Linked DNA regions of Macaca fascicularis: region 2 is linked to region 1. The links are chromatin contacts, called in public Hi-C maps. All regions are on one chromosome and are shown on one strand. Each heading gives the region's core, a stretch centred on a gene start, on an enhancer-like site or on the middle of the called end of the contact. The rest is flanking DNA. Distances are from core to core; before and after follow the strand shown. Region 1 holds the start of RGS16 (regulator of G protein signaling 16). Region 2 holds the start of NPL (N-acetylneuraminate pyruvate lyase).

Region 1 (7,103 bases), core at 2,659-5,158:
ACTGGGTTTCGCCATGTTGGCCAGGCTGGTCTCGAACTCCTGAACTCAGGTGATTTGCCTGCCTCAGCCTCCCAGAGTGCTGGGATTACAGGCGTGAGCCACCGCTCCTGGCACCATTTATTTTGCTTTCTTTATCAGAGCAGGAGAAAGTACTAGCTCAGGAATTGGGAGACAGTCCAATTTCCAGCTATTTCCAGTTCCAGTACACTTAACTAAGAGTGCCTCAGGTATTCTTAGTTTTGTTGTGTATAGGCAAAATGGAAATTAAAACTTCTGGCTACTTGCAGGGATGCAGAAAGGATGGAAAGGTTTGAGATTTCCAAGTAATTATTTTATTGTTGTCACATGACCATGTACAGGCTGATTCAAATACAGCGCTACTGAGGGTGAACCTGGGTTTGATCCACCCATCAATTCGTATTTGTCAAATGGAGAAAAGATGTCTCACAGACAACACCCACATCCCAGCTGTGTGGTAAAAGCATGCCTTGGGGCCTCAGCTGCACCAGGTCAAACAACCTTCACCTGGCTGACCAACTCCTCCAGCAGAATGCCCTGCTGATGGGGCTGGGATGGATGAAGGCACCAGAGAAACACAGATGTTCAAAAAGTCATCCTTCCATTGTCTGTACCCCGTAGCTCTGCTCCCAATCCTTGCTCATTACCAATTCCTGCCCCAAACCATTCCAGCCCTGCACATGTGAGATAGGAAGAACGAGAGCCTAGGTTGGCAAGACGGGGTGAAGGTGGGATGTTGGCATCTGAGATAGTGCTGCAACAGGAGTGTTGTGCCAAACCTCTATTGACTTTCGTGGGGATGGCACCAGGTTCAAGAGGCCAAAGAAGAGACCCAGAGCCAGCAAACAAGACATTAGGTTTTACTGGGGGCTGACATGCAGAGGAGAGAGTCCAGTATCAGCAGATTGGACAGGAGAACTTCATAGCCCAGAAGCAGCAGGCTGAGCAGGAGAACCGCAACTGTTTGCAAAAGGCATGCAGTTTGTATAGCATTTCCATTTAGCACCCTTCCTTAACAGCTTCCACCTGGCAAGCTTCATTCAACCCAAACTCAGGACTTCCATTCCCTGTATGGCTTGTGTTCCATGGGCCAGGTTGGGGGCTCAGGTGTTCCTCGTAGACAAGGAATGAATCTCCAGGTTGGCTACTCTGGATTCCCGAGCTTGGAGCACACATTCATATATGTTGCCATACAGTGCCATTCTCAGGGTATGCTTCAGTTATTGCTACCAGGTGTGTTTGCCACACAGGAAGGAGCTGCTGCTGTGCCTGCCTCTGTTCTCCACCAATCAACCAAGAGGTTTGGGAAGGGTAACAACTCTGTTAGGTGGTATGTACCTGTAGTCCCAGCTATTTGGGAGGCTGAAGCAGGAGGATCCCTTGAGCCCAGGAACCAGGGGTTCAAGACCAGCCTGAACAACATAGCAAGATCACCTCTCTGAAAAAAACAGAAACAAAAAACCTCTGCAGAGTGCTTATGTTTTGACTAACTGGGTCAGCTTCTACAGGCCCTGGTTCAGCAGCAACTCTGCATTGACAAATGACCCTGCAGTGTGTTCTGATTTTGGCCTCTGTTACTCCAGAGAGCTCAACCACGACCTCACAGTCTCCCCTTCCCTCTTTGTGTTTTTTTCCCTTTCCTTCCCTTACTGCCTTTTCTCAACCTTCTCACCAAGCCCTCTTAGGTGGGGAACCTCTTCTTCCCTTGTTTCTCTTTTCTGACCATTGACTTCCAGGAACATAGAGCAGGCCTTGCTGGGGAATAGCAACTCTTAGATGCTTCTTATGAAATAAAAACCTATACTGTATTCCAAGAGGCACCAAAAACTCACTATTTTTCCTTATTGCTAGCAATCCCAGTATCCCTATTAAGTAAAACTGAAAGCTATTATAACATTTTATTGAGTGCTGACTACATGTTGAGCACTGTCATATAAGCACCTTATATGTTGTTGCGGATGCTGTGCTGTGCCACCCAGATCACGTCTTGGGGACTGTGGCCATCATTTCCCAGGGTGTTAGTCTCTCTCCAGGAATAGATCGACAAAGGGCACTGCCTTAAGATTAGGCGGTCTTCTTGGGCAGCTGTATGCAATGAATGGTCTTTATGGGGTTACCAGGGCCTTGTCCTCTTGCTTCAGTGGACAGTTCCAAAGGGCCAGCTGAGCTTCAGGGCATTCCCTGGAACCAGCTGGGGTCTCTGTTGAAATGGCATGGCCTTCAACTCCTCCCTCTGCCCAGACCTGCTTCCTTTACTCCCTCTTAATTCTGATAACTCTCCCCAGTAAACCTCCTGCATGCAAGTGTCGACCTGAGTCTGGTTCCTAGGAACTCAAACTAAGAATTAATTTCTTTAGTTCTCACAACCACCTTATGAAATAAGTTGTTCTCTTCGTAGAGACAAGGAAATGGGGGCATAGAAAGGTTAAGCAGTTTGCCTAGTCTCCCATCAGTAACTGGCAGAGCCAGTTAACAGTCAACGGGGCCTTCCTGCAGCTGGGTCTTCAGCAGGTCACCTGGCAGAGCCATGACTTGAAACCTGAAAATCTAACTCTAGACCCTGTACTCTTAACCTCACATGCAGCCTCTTAATAGCAATCCCAATGCCTTTGTGGGCAGGTGAGGAGAGAGGCAGGGTATTTATTACCTTTATCTCAGAGATAGACACTAAGGTAGCAACTACCTAAGCCCAGGATCGTCCACAGGTATAGCTGTGACTGGATTACTAACCTTTGCGGGTGTGTGTGGGGCAGGGGAGAGGGGGGAGCGGGGGAGAGGGGGGAGCGGGGGAGAGGGGGGAGCGGGGGAGAGGGGGGAGCGGGGAGGGTGCAATGGAAAAAGAATGGTAAATTCACATTTGAATTTTGGAGCCAACACCTACTAGCTGCACATCTTTGAGCAAGTTATTTAATATGAGTCTTAGTTATGTGACTGGCACATAGTAGGTGTTCAATAAAATACTCATCCCTATCCCATTTGTCTGTCATCTCCAACTGTGATCTTGAGCAAGTTTATTTAGCTTTCTGATTCTCGGTTTCTTCAACTATAAAATGGAGATGATGATGAAGAAGAAGATCTTACTTAGCCCCATGTCCATCGGGGTAGGAGCCTCGTAAAGGGTACTTATCAGTATAATTAGAAACTGTTGGCCGGGCGCGGTGGCTCAAGCCTGTAATCCCAGCACTTTGGGAGGCCGAGACGGGCGGATCACGAGGTCAGGAGATCGAGACCATCCTGGCTAACACGGTGAAACCCCATCTCTACTAAAAAATATAAAAAACTAGCCGGGCGAGGTGGCGGGCGCCTGTAGTCCCAGCTACTCGGGAGACTGAGGCAGGAGAATGGCGTGAACCCGGGAGGCGGAGCTTGCAGTGAGCTGAGATCCGGCCACTGCACTCCAGCCTGGGCGACAGAGCGAGACTCCGTCTCAAAAAAAAAAAAAAAAAAAAAAAGAAAGAAAGAAACTGTTTTGCCAGGTTTGCACCCTGTGCGCCTGTCCTTCAGGACCCAGCAGGCTCAGACTTACCTGCGATCAAAGCCCTGTGTGCCTCTCAGACCCACCAGCCCCGTGGAATCTCTTGCAACACGACACCGCTGCGTGAGTTTTCTGTTGTTACTAGAGGTCAGCAGGTATTTTTCCCTAGGAAACCGGGTGTGCACGTCTCATCCCCGTGCCAATTCTCTTGCCGCTTCTCCTTCCACACGCGGCGTCCTCCGGAGGGAGGGTGCAGCTCCGCGTGCTCCAGCTGCGGCGAAAGTTGCGCCCGGCCCAGTCTGGCTGTGGGCCCCGCCTCCGCCTTCTCAGTGTCCAGCCCCGCCCTCCGATTGGTCAGCAGTGCCCAGCCCCGTTCCTCCGAGGGGATTAAAGCAGCGGCCGCGAAGTCTGGGTGCTTGCAGGCTGCTAAAGCCAACCCCAGTTGATTAGCACCTGCTACCGCGCTTTGCTTCCTAGCGCTCGCGGAGCCTCCTGGAGCCTGCCACCATCCTGCCGGCTACGTGCTGCCGCGCGCCCGCAGCCATGTGCCGTACCCTGGCCGCCTTCCCCACCACCTGCCTGGAGAGGTAAGGGGAGCTTGTCCAACTGCTTGGGGGAAGCCCCACCAACTCTTAGGGAGTGGAGCGGCAGGCCTGGGGACCTGGGTGGGCGCGGGGATGGGGCGCTGGAGGCTTAAGTAGAGAGGTAGAGGCGAACTTGATGCCACGTGCTTAGATTCCAGGAGCAGGGAGAAAGCAAGGGGAAGGGAAGCAAGGGCCCGCTGCTTGCTGCCATCCCCATCCTCTGACAAACTGCAGTCGTGCTCAGGTGACCTGCTGAAGACCTGGCTGCAGGAAGGCCACGTTGACATTTCCAGGCAGAACTGAGCCTGCCTATTGCTTAAGCACTTGTTTTTCATTCCTCAGACCAGAGCTAGGGGCATTGCCTCCTCTGCCCCTGGAAGGCAGGGAGATTTTTTTTTTTTTTTTTTTGTGGGGTGTGGTGGGGCAGGGGGATCCCACTGTTGAGGGTGTGTCCATATTCCAGAGAGCAACTCAACAGCTTCCAGTCGTTACTGGCTGGGAAGGAAAACGTAAAGATGAAGGCAGGAATCAGTTTCCCACAGTTCAGAAATACTCCTGAAAAGAATGCTGAGTTCTTTTCTGAATCAACAGGCACGAAGAGAGATCAGTGTGACTTTAGGGAAAAGCCCATATATGAGCGTGTGTATTACCCAGAAAGTGTAAGGTCTACCACGGCATAGCTCAAACATTGCTTTTGTTGCTTTGGGGTTGATGATGCTGATAAGCACAATTTGGGTCCTGGGAACAGCCAAGGGTTTCCAGGAACTCTTGAGGCTAAACTTTGGGTGGCACCACCCAGAGCTCTTCTGGGACACATAAACCTCTCCACACTGGCTGAGCAAATGAGAATCCTTTCATGTTCCTGATTTGTTTTTCAGAGCCAAAGAGTTCAAGACACGTCTGGGGATCTTTCTTCACAAATCAGAGCTGGGCTGTGATACTGGGAGTAGTGGCAAGTTCGAGTGGGGCAGTAAACACGGCAAAGAGAAGTAAGTGTTGCTGACCAGCTCAGGGCTCCGAGAGGGAAGGGAGCGGGAAGGAGGGAAATATAAGGAGAAGCCAGGACACACTAAGTGGATCTTGGCAACGCCTCCCTAGAGATTTTAGTGAGACTTGTTGCTGGTCTGTTATGACTACTTGGCTCATGGGTGAGTGGGTAGGTGGCTCCAGGGCTCCAAGTCCATCCACGGATGAGGGCACACAGGGCATGAATGCCTAGTTAACCAGACTCTCCCACCTGGGGTTTCATTGCACACGCATCCAGGGCTAGGACAGAGTCCAAGGCCACTTGAGGTTTTTATTAATGACTCTAGCATGCACCTTGCCTAGAAACCCTTTCATATTGGCTATCAACTGTACCAAACTCTGGAGTTATGTGTAGATGTAATCTCTATTTATGAGGCCCTTATGTCCTTGGGAAGGTGTACAAAACAAATCTTTGAGAGTCAGGGGAATTGAAATAATTTTTGGACAGAGAAGAGACAGGCTTAGAGATATTAACTGAAGACTAAAGGAGTCCCTGGCTTTGATTTCTGGTTGCCGAATTGTCCTCTAGAAAACATTACTGCTTACCCTAAGTCCAACTAGGAGTTTGAGGTGTCAGCTTCAACAATCACCAAGCAAGCCTTTCTGTGAATTTTACGCAATTTTCCATCAGAGTTCTGGCTAGAATTTGTACTATGCTTTGGTTTGTTGATTTTTTTTTCTTACTCTTTTTTTTCTTTTTGTCTTTTAGTAGAAACTTCTCAGAAGATGTGCTGGGGTGGAGAGAGTCGTTCGACCTGCTGCTGAGCAGTAAAAGTGAGTAGGAGCCTTTTGTGTCTGTCTCTGGGTGGCACGTGTATACTCATGTGCTTTGGAACCAGCTCCAGGACTGCTGAGAGCCTGGGCAGAATAATAGTAGTAGTAATAATAATAATAATGATCCCCTAGTGTGCCAGCCTCTATTCAACACACAAAGGCAGGTCCTTGTTCAAGAAAATTATGTTCTAAAAATAGAGCCATTAAGTGCAATTGCTTTCCTTTCTTCTTGTATTCCCTGCTGTCCCTCTGGCTGACCTGTTTCCGCCTCTTTCCTGTAACCCCAGATGGAGTGGCTGCTTTCCACGCTTTCCTCAAGACGGAGTTCAGTGAGGAGAACCTGGAGTTCTGGCTGGCCTGTGAGGAGTTCAAGAAGATCCAATCAGCTACCAAGCGGGCCTCCAGGGCACACCGGATCTTTGAGGAGTTCATCTGCAGCGAGGCCCCTAAAGAGGTGAGAGCCCCCATATGCCCAGTGAATCCTCACGACCCTGCCTGCTCCTTCCCCTCTGAGAGTGAGGGCTAGTGGGGAGGAAAGGCTAGGTGTAGAAGTAGAAGGGCCTTACTTGGCACAGGGGTGAATGGGCTTCTGTGACCAGAAACTAGAAAAGCCGGGCTCAGTGCCACTCCTGGGTGCTTAACCCTATGACTCATGATGGGGCAGGATGGATTGGCAGGTTTTTCGGCTTCTATCCATACCCATCTTTATAAATCCATCCCTTTTTAGAGGCTCAAAACACTTACCAACTGGGGAGACAAGGTCAGCACAGGGACCTTATATAACCTGGCTCAGTCCCCAGGCTGACCTGCCTGAGGCCTGCAGGTCTGTAGTCTGTGATTTTTTTGTCTACCTTCCCTCCCGGCCACTATGCATGGCAGCTGCAGTTGCTAAAGAATACAGCGCCACCTGGTGGAGAGATAAGAGTAATGCCTTACTTTTGTACCTTATTTTTGTTTTCTGACCGCTGATTGATTCCCCATAATTCTGTAAAGGTGTATTGAGCCCCAATTATATTCAAGACACTGTTACAGTCACTGTGTATGTCACAGTGAACCAAACAAAGTCCCTTCCCTAATGAAACTTATAATTTGAATGGGGAAAGATGCCAATAACCAACTAGACAAATATATGCCAGGTGATGAGCTATGCACTCATAAAACTACAGCAGGAAATGAGAGAGAGGGAGTACCAGAGGCAGGGCCTGGCAGGAGGTAACGTTTTCCAT
Region 2 (7,103 bases), core at 2,539-5,038, 180 kb before region 1:
GGTTCAACTCACAGCTCTGACATTTGCTAGTTATAGAAGCATTATTGTTTTCTGAGCCGTAAGACATAAAAAGCCACAAATGCAATTCCAAACCACAAATTTAATGTCTAACAATTGAAAATGAAAATAAAATATAATCAGATAGTATTTGATGACAATTCTACAAAAGACAGTGGCCTTGTAGCAAATAAAGAGATGTCTATAGGTGACCAACAAGAAGGGTTATGCTATAGTTCTGACATTACTGGCACATTCAAAAACCCAATGCCCACTATACTTAAATCTAATCCACACAATGTAGTACTTAGTTATGAGCTATCTTATTTTGTTTGCTCTTCTAATTGTTCATCTTATCTTCCCAAATAGGAGAACAAACTTCTGAAGTACAGCGACCATACCTTCTATTTTTCTTCCCCAAGTCTTGGCTCAGGTAAGCCCTTGAGTAACACTGACTACTTTCAGTAGAAAGACAACATGATACTTTCCTTGCAAACAGACATGTTCCCAGCAATAGTTGCTGTTGCTCCTAAAATCAAGTCCTGCATGTAGCTTTGCTCTGTATTTCCTAGTTCAAACATGAGACTAAAATCAGATTGGAAGTTCAGAAAGATAAATCCAATAACCTGGCCCATGGGAAAACACAAGATAAGAAATCATAAGATGTGGCTCTAATCACTCTTTGAGCTTCATGTGACCACCCTCGGTCCAAAAGCATGCCACTTAGCCTCTGAGCCTTAAGGCCCATAACCTAGGCCATCTCCCCGCTGGGAGGGATGTTTAAGCATCAAAGAAGATTGATGCTATGCCTGCTGTCTATCTTCACCTAACACTCCTACAAGCATCTCGACTTAACATGCCAAAAGGGAACCTGCCATCTCCTTTGTTCCTTATTGTAGAGGGGCGAGAGGGCCAGCTCTGGAGTCAGACCTCATGGATCTGCATCCTGGCTCTACCACTTACCAGGTAGGTGACCTTGAGCCCATTAAGTAACCTCTTTCTGCTTCAGTTTCCCCTTCTGTAAATGAGGATAATACTAATTATATTTCATAGGGTTGAGAGAATTAAATGAACTAATTCATGTAAAGTAATTAACAATGCTAGACACATAGTGAGTACATGTTCAGTGCCCTCCATGAAGTCTTGCCTGATGTGTATAGGACAGTAGGAAATACTATCATGCCCTTACCAGCATCATCTTCCCAGTTATCTTTGCTCTGCTGGTGCCTCCTTTCCAACCCTCACTACTCTTGTCTATTTAGGGACTAAGTCATTTCAATTGTTATCTTCTTCCTCTGCTATTCCTCCTTTCCTCCTTATGACTTTATAATTTGCCTCTTTGTTACCGCTTATCTAGACAAATAGGCAAAACCCCAGGTCCATGGAGCCCAAGAAGGTTCAAGTGATAAGAGTCCTGAGAGCTTGAGTCAGCATTAAACATCTCCTAAATCCAACACTACTAGGCTGTTTGGGCTAAATAAAACTCCATAGTCTTGTGCTTTTGCCTGCATTTATTTCACACTAAGGACAGTAACACTGGTGTTCTTAGATTCATGAGAAGCTCAAATTGGCAGTTTTATGTGTGTCTTTGATGGAAAGAAATAAAACTAATTACCACAAATGTAGTTTGATTAGTTCAAAAATTCAAAACACAGGGTCCGTGGGAGTGTAGGATAGGGGTTAGGAATCACTGTCCTAATCCCTCGTCTCTTCAATCCACACCAGCTGTCAGGTTAATCTTCCACTAAAACCAGCATTCCTGGTCTTGTCTTTGTCCTGTTTAGAAAATGCTAGTAGGCTAAAGACCCAGCTCCCTGGGGTCTGGGTCTCTGTTCAAATCTTCATGCCTGCACTGCACTTGCCCAGCGTTCTGTTTGCTGTTCCTCCTACCTACCTTTCACTGTCTGTCTGCTTGCCTTTGTTCCTCACTTCAATCTTTTCAGTCTGACCAGCTTTTAAAGCTCACTTTATCCATTCCAGCAGCTATAGCTTAAAAACAAAAACAAACAAACAAAACAAAACCAAAACAAAAAACCTCATTTTAAAAGCCAGGGGACTCCCTGGTACCCGAGCCGAAAATAATTTCTTAAACCTCAGAATTCCCCCAAACGCTGGCTTTTCATTAAAAACCTTACATCAGAGTTATTAAGCAGGGTGGTTTCGGCTCCTCTCCTAGACTGTCTGCCATCTGGGGGCAATGACAGCTTCGAAAATTTCTTTGCACAGAGCAAATACACTAAACAAGTAAAAGTTTGCTGCCTTTGCAAACTGTGAAATGCCTACAAGAAGAAATGGGACAAAAACGACTTTAGCCGGTGTGAGGGCTCACTCCTGTAATCCCAGCAATTTGGGAGGCCGGGGCAGGCAGACCACCTGAGGTCAGGAGTTCCAGACCAGCCTGGCCAACATGGCCAAACCCCGTCTCCACTAAAAATACAAAATTAGCTGGGCGTGGTGGTGCGCGCCTGTAGTCCCAGTTACTCAGGAGGCTGAGGCAGGAAAATCGCATGAACCCGGGAGGTGGCGGTTGCAGTGAGCCGAGATCGTGCCACTGCACTCCAGCCTGGGCGACAAGAGACTCTGTCTTTAAACAACAAAAGCAAAAACAACAAAAAAAAAGTCTTTACCAGAGAATGGTATTTTTAAGATTCAAGTTTTTAATAAACTTGGGAATGTTATACTTTGAAGCGTAACACAGAATTACCAATATTTTTAAGATTCAAGTTTTAGATAAACTTGGGAATGTTATGCTTTGAAGTTTTCAGAGCTAGTAGCTAAAGAGAATGGTTCAAATGTTCTCCAGCCTAAGGCTTAACGTGAATTTAGAATATTATTATTGAAACATTGGGAGGGGGTATTACTCTTGAAATCTTATACCTCCATCCACAGATAAGAACACTTAGTGCAAAGAATTAAAGCTGCCTAAGTCAAATTATTTTTCAAATGGCAAAGTTGTTTTTTCAAGAGACAGAAAGTGGGGGTAGAATATACCTCCCGGCAGAGAATATCTTAAGCGACAGGTACTCAGAGAAGAGGAAATACAAATAGGGATTTTCTTTTAAAAGCAGAAAACCATTAATTTCTCCTAAAGTGAAGGGGGGATGTATCAGATTTAACTTTAAGCTCCCTTCCGCTCAATTGCTAACTCTATTTTTGAGGAAAGGACCTTCGGATACCCGGCAGATATGCTGTCTGCAAACAATCCGGGGAGGTGGGTCCTTCTGCCCTGGTCTATCCCCACACTTCTCGCATTCACACCTTTCCCAGCTCTGTTTCCTAGCGTATCTGCCTTCCCCCTTTCCTCTGAGTCCGCCACCGTTTCACCCACCCGCGAGTCAGGCCCCGGCGCCCCTCCACCGAAACGCCCAGGTTGTCTGGCCGTCTGCGTCCGTCGGTCCTCGCCCGCGCAGTCGCGGGCCGCGCCCCCCACCAGGCCTCCGCTCCGTCCGTGCCGCCGCTCCGCCCCGCAGGGGCCGCCGCGCTTTATATCCGCTGCCTCCCGTCCCGGGCCCACGTGCCGCCACGCCGGGGAGCCTGGGGGTTGTAGTTCTGCGCCGCCGCCCGCGAGGTGCGCCCGGAACCGCCGGCCCCGAAGCCCCGAAACCCCGAAACGTTTTGCACACCCGGAGTCTGCTCTTCCCCGGTGTCACCTGAACAACGTAGGCTGAAGTGACTCCGGCGCAGCTCCCCGGCTCTCCGAGGATCGCGAGCATCCGAACTGGCAGCCGGGTGCCCGAGAGCACGCCGCTCACCCGCGCCACGCTGAGTGCAAACCTCTCCCTGCCTCGTCTGCAGGCCAGTCCTTCCCGCGTGCGGACACCTCCCGGGCTCCGCTGCGTCTTAATTTTCCTTCTTTTGCGCAGGGCTCTGCAATCCCCGCTATCTCGTGGTTCTGCGTTGTGAGGTTTGGGCTGCTGTTTCCGAGGCGTGCGGAGACACCCCAACTGCCCATCGGCGTTCAGCTCTCTTCCGGCTGACGCCGCTGCACCAGCCCTGCAGACTCTCGTGTTAAGGATTGATGAGCGAATTTTAAAGTGAATTATCTACTCATACAGGAGCTTTTCTGGCTTCTTTTGGAGAATATTTGAAAGAGTTTTGAAAGGGAAAAGTATTTTTAACCCAACCGCCTCTACTTTCAGGAATATCAGGAGTCTGTTATTCTAGGATCATGTACTGTGTTAATAAATCAGGAACAGAGCCAGAGACAAGTCCTCAGTCTTCTCTTGCTGATGTGATTCCACCTCAATTTTCTGTAAAAGGAGATGGCTGATGCTTATTATTACATTTAGAGAAACTAAATTGTTAAAAGGGCTTTCCAGTTTGCAAAATGCTTTTAAATGTATTCTAATAGTTCTTGCATGGCACAGAGCACCAGAGATAATAGCTAATAAGTACTGTGTTCAGTGCTTACTCAGCCTGCACCATTCTAGCCGTTTTAAAATTTAATTCCTAAAATAACCCCATTGGTGGGTCCTGTTTTATAAATGTGTATGTTACAGATGAGCAAGGATCATTCCATGTTACAGATCAGAAACAGGTTTAAAGAGTTGAAGTAATTTGCCAAAGGCCATAGAGCTGATTAAGCTGTGGTTTGATTTCAAGTAGTCCAGAAGCTTGTGCTTTTAACACTATGTTATCCTGCAGGAAAAAAATAAATAAATACAAAAAGGAAAGAAAAAGAAAAACCCTTAGATACATGAAGCAAGTTCTCCTAAGGCTACAGCATGGTTTTTGGTTTTGGTTTTTTTTTTTTTTGTAATGTTAACAAGTCTTATACCATATCCTAATGATACAATGAAAGTTTTTTTTTTGTTTGTTTTTGGAAAGTCACACTTTAATAAGTGCAAAATTAAGTGTGTCAGTACCCAAAAGGTATAGGTCATTAGGCTTAACATTGTCAACCAACAAACCAATATTCTAAATGCATGAACAAACTGCTTTTTTGTATAAATATGGTAGTGCAAGGTAATTCCTTATAATAATTTGTTAGTGTTTGCCAAGAAGCAGATGCTAAGATGGGATTAGATGTGTGAGAGACTTACTGGGGGAGGGAGTTGGAGCAGACAGGAACATCCTGCAGACTGATGTAGGGCTGACATCCGTGAACGAAAGATGGAAGAAAGGAGCATGGAGTAGGGAGAATCTCACTGCATTCTTAGAGTATCCACTCTGTGCCCTTATGAAACTCAGAGCCTATACTGTGAAGTGTCGGGGAGATATCGTTCTCTTAAAATATGGTAAATGCAGTGATAGACCCGTACAGAGATATTACAGGAACTCTGAGCTCTAATCTGGGCTGAAAGGGGTGGGGTGTGTGTGTGTGTGTGTGTGTGTGTGTGTGTGTGTGTGAGATGAGGCAGGAGGGTGTTCCAGAAACGTCTTACTGGGGAAGGTCACAGCCAAGGTAAATATCAGACAATGAGTAGGGCTTAGAAGAGAGGCATCAAAAGGCTCAGTGCTGAGCTGCAGGCCTCTAACCCTCTTCTGATAAGTGGCAGGCTCTGTGAGATTTCTTCTATTATTATATAGTATTATTTAATCATCATTACTTTTCGTGCTTTTATTTCTTGCCCCCAACTCCACTGCAAGGTGTTCGAGGCAGGCATCATGTCCTATTCCTTGTTTTTCCCACAGTGTAGGACATAGTGTCTATCCATGTGCAGGCCAAGAGGGTGAGATTTGGAAATATTACTACCATCAACTCTCCTTTATTTAAAACAAATGTATGTCAGGTTTTGCATCAACTTTTGTTTGCTACAATTCAAATTTGAAATCCACCAGTGCAGGGGAAAGTGTTTGGGAGATACGGTGCAATGAAATTCGTCAGAACAGTCATTTGTTCTATCCTTGGAGCTGGAGGTGATGCCCCCATCACAGGCTCCTGAACTGACTGAGGGTGAGGGGTGGGACCCAGAAAGTTTCCCCTTATCTTCTGGTAAGGATATACTTACCAGAAAAGAGAAAACGGATTTTCAACAGCTGAAACACTGCTAAATTGGGGAACACTTATGAAGGAAGGAGACCTAATTTGGATCTTGAAGTGTTGTTACCTATTGTGGTCCAGTAAAAGGTCTGTCCACAGGTGAGCAAGAGTCTGTTCCATTCACTGTGAAGAACACATAACCAGGTATGAGAGTCACTTCTGGAAATTCTGGCTTGTATGGGTGTGTCAATGGGGCTGATGGAAAAGGTAGGGTTTATTTTTTCATCAGAGTTCAGAGGTCTTCAGAGAAGGGAACAGGCCATGAATAGAAGTTGAACTGATTGCTGGCCCTGGGACAAAAACCCTTGACCTTTAGGGTTTATCTTCTAAGTGTGAGTGCTAACTAGGAGAGGGACATCTCTTGAGAAGGGAAAAGTCCTGTGCATAAGCTTGGTTTTAGAGGACCTTTGGGAACCCAGGAGGGGGCAGCATAGTGAGGCCATGCTCAGCTATCTTTTGGCTTAGCCCTTTAGTGAATGCCTACTGGGTTCTTAAGGAGAAAGAGCTAGAAGGAAAAAAAAATGCGTTATATTTGGTGTTCTTAACCTAAGATCTGTGACTCCAGATTTTTAAGTAACAGCTTTATTGAGATATAGTTCACTATGATACAATTCATCTATTTTAAGTGTATAATAGTTCAGTAGTTTTTAGTATATTCACAGAATTGTGCAACTTGTGTCACAACTTTAGAACATTTTCATCACTCCCTCCAAGAAAACCCTAGCCATTAGTAGTCACTCATTTTTCTATTTCCCCTCCCCACCCCCAGCTGTAAGCAGCCACTAATCTATTTCTTTCCTTCTTTTCACTTTTTTTTTTTTGGTTGCCCAGGCTGGAGTGCAATGGTGCCATCTTGGCTCACTGCAACCTCTGGCTCCCAGGTTCAAGCGATTCTCCTGCCTCAGCCTCCCGAGTAGCTGGGATTACAGGCATGTGCCACCATGCCCAGCTAATTTTGTATTTTTAGTAGAGGTGGGGTTTCTTCATGTTGGTCAGGCTGGTCTCAAACTCCCAACCTCAGGTAATCTGCCCACCTCAGCCTCCCAAAGTGTTGGGATTACAGGCGTTGAGCCACTGCGCCTGGCTGCCACTAATCTGTTTCTATAGATTTGCCTGTCCTGGA

The links. A called contact is a pair of places that touch in the nucleus more often than the background predicts.
Region 2: a contact with region 1 is called in a Hi-C map of liver, with 6 times the contacts expected there. The contact joins the promoter of NPL here to the promoter of RGS16 in region 1. A contact is called at or near these places in 2 of 2 Hi-C or Micro-C datasets (liver and skeletal muscle).

The regions. Positions count from the first base shown.
Region 1 is chr1:40,137,878-40,144,980 of T2T-MFA8v1.1, reverse strand. It overlaps RGS16 (regulator of G protein signaling 16), which reads left to right and starts at 3,908. Exons shown (of 5, transcript XM_005540174.4): 1 at 3,908-4,080; 2 at 4,956-5,066; 3 at 5,813-5,877; 4 at 6,165-6,331. The coding sequence starts at 4,037. LOC123573941 (a long non-coding RNA gene) reads right to left here and starts at 3,794. Exons shown (of 3, transcript XR_006698684.3): 1 at 3,545-3,794; 2 at 1,357-1,456.
Region 2 is chr1:40,321,881-40,328,983 of T2T-MFA8v1.1, reverse strand. NPL (N-acetylneuraminate pyruvate lyase) reads right to left here and starts at 3,788. Exons shown (of 12, transcript XM_065535201.2): 1 at 3,639-3,788. It also overlaps a transcript of LOC135968471 not described here.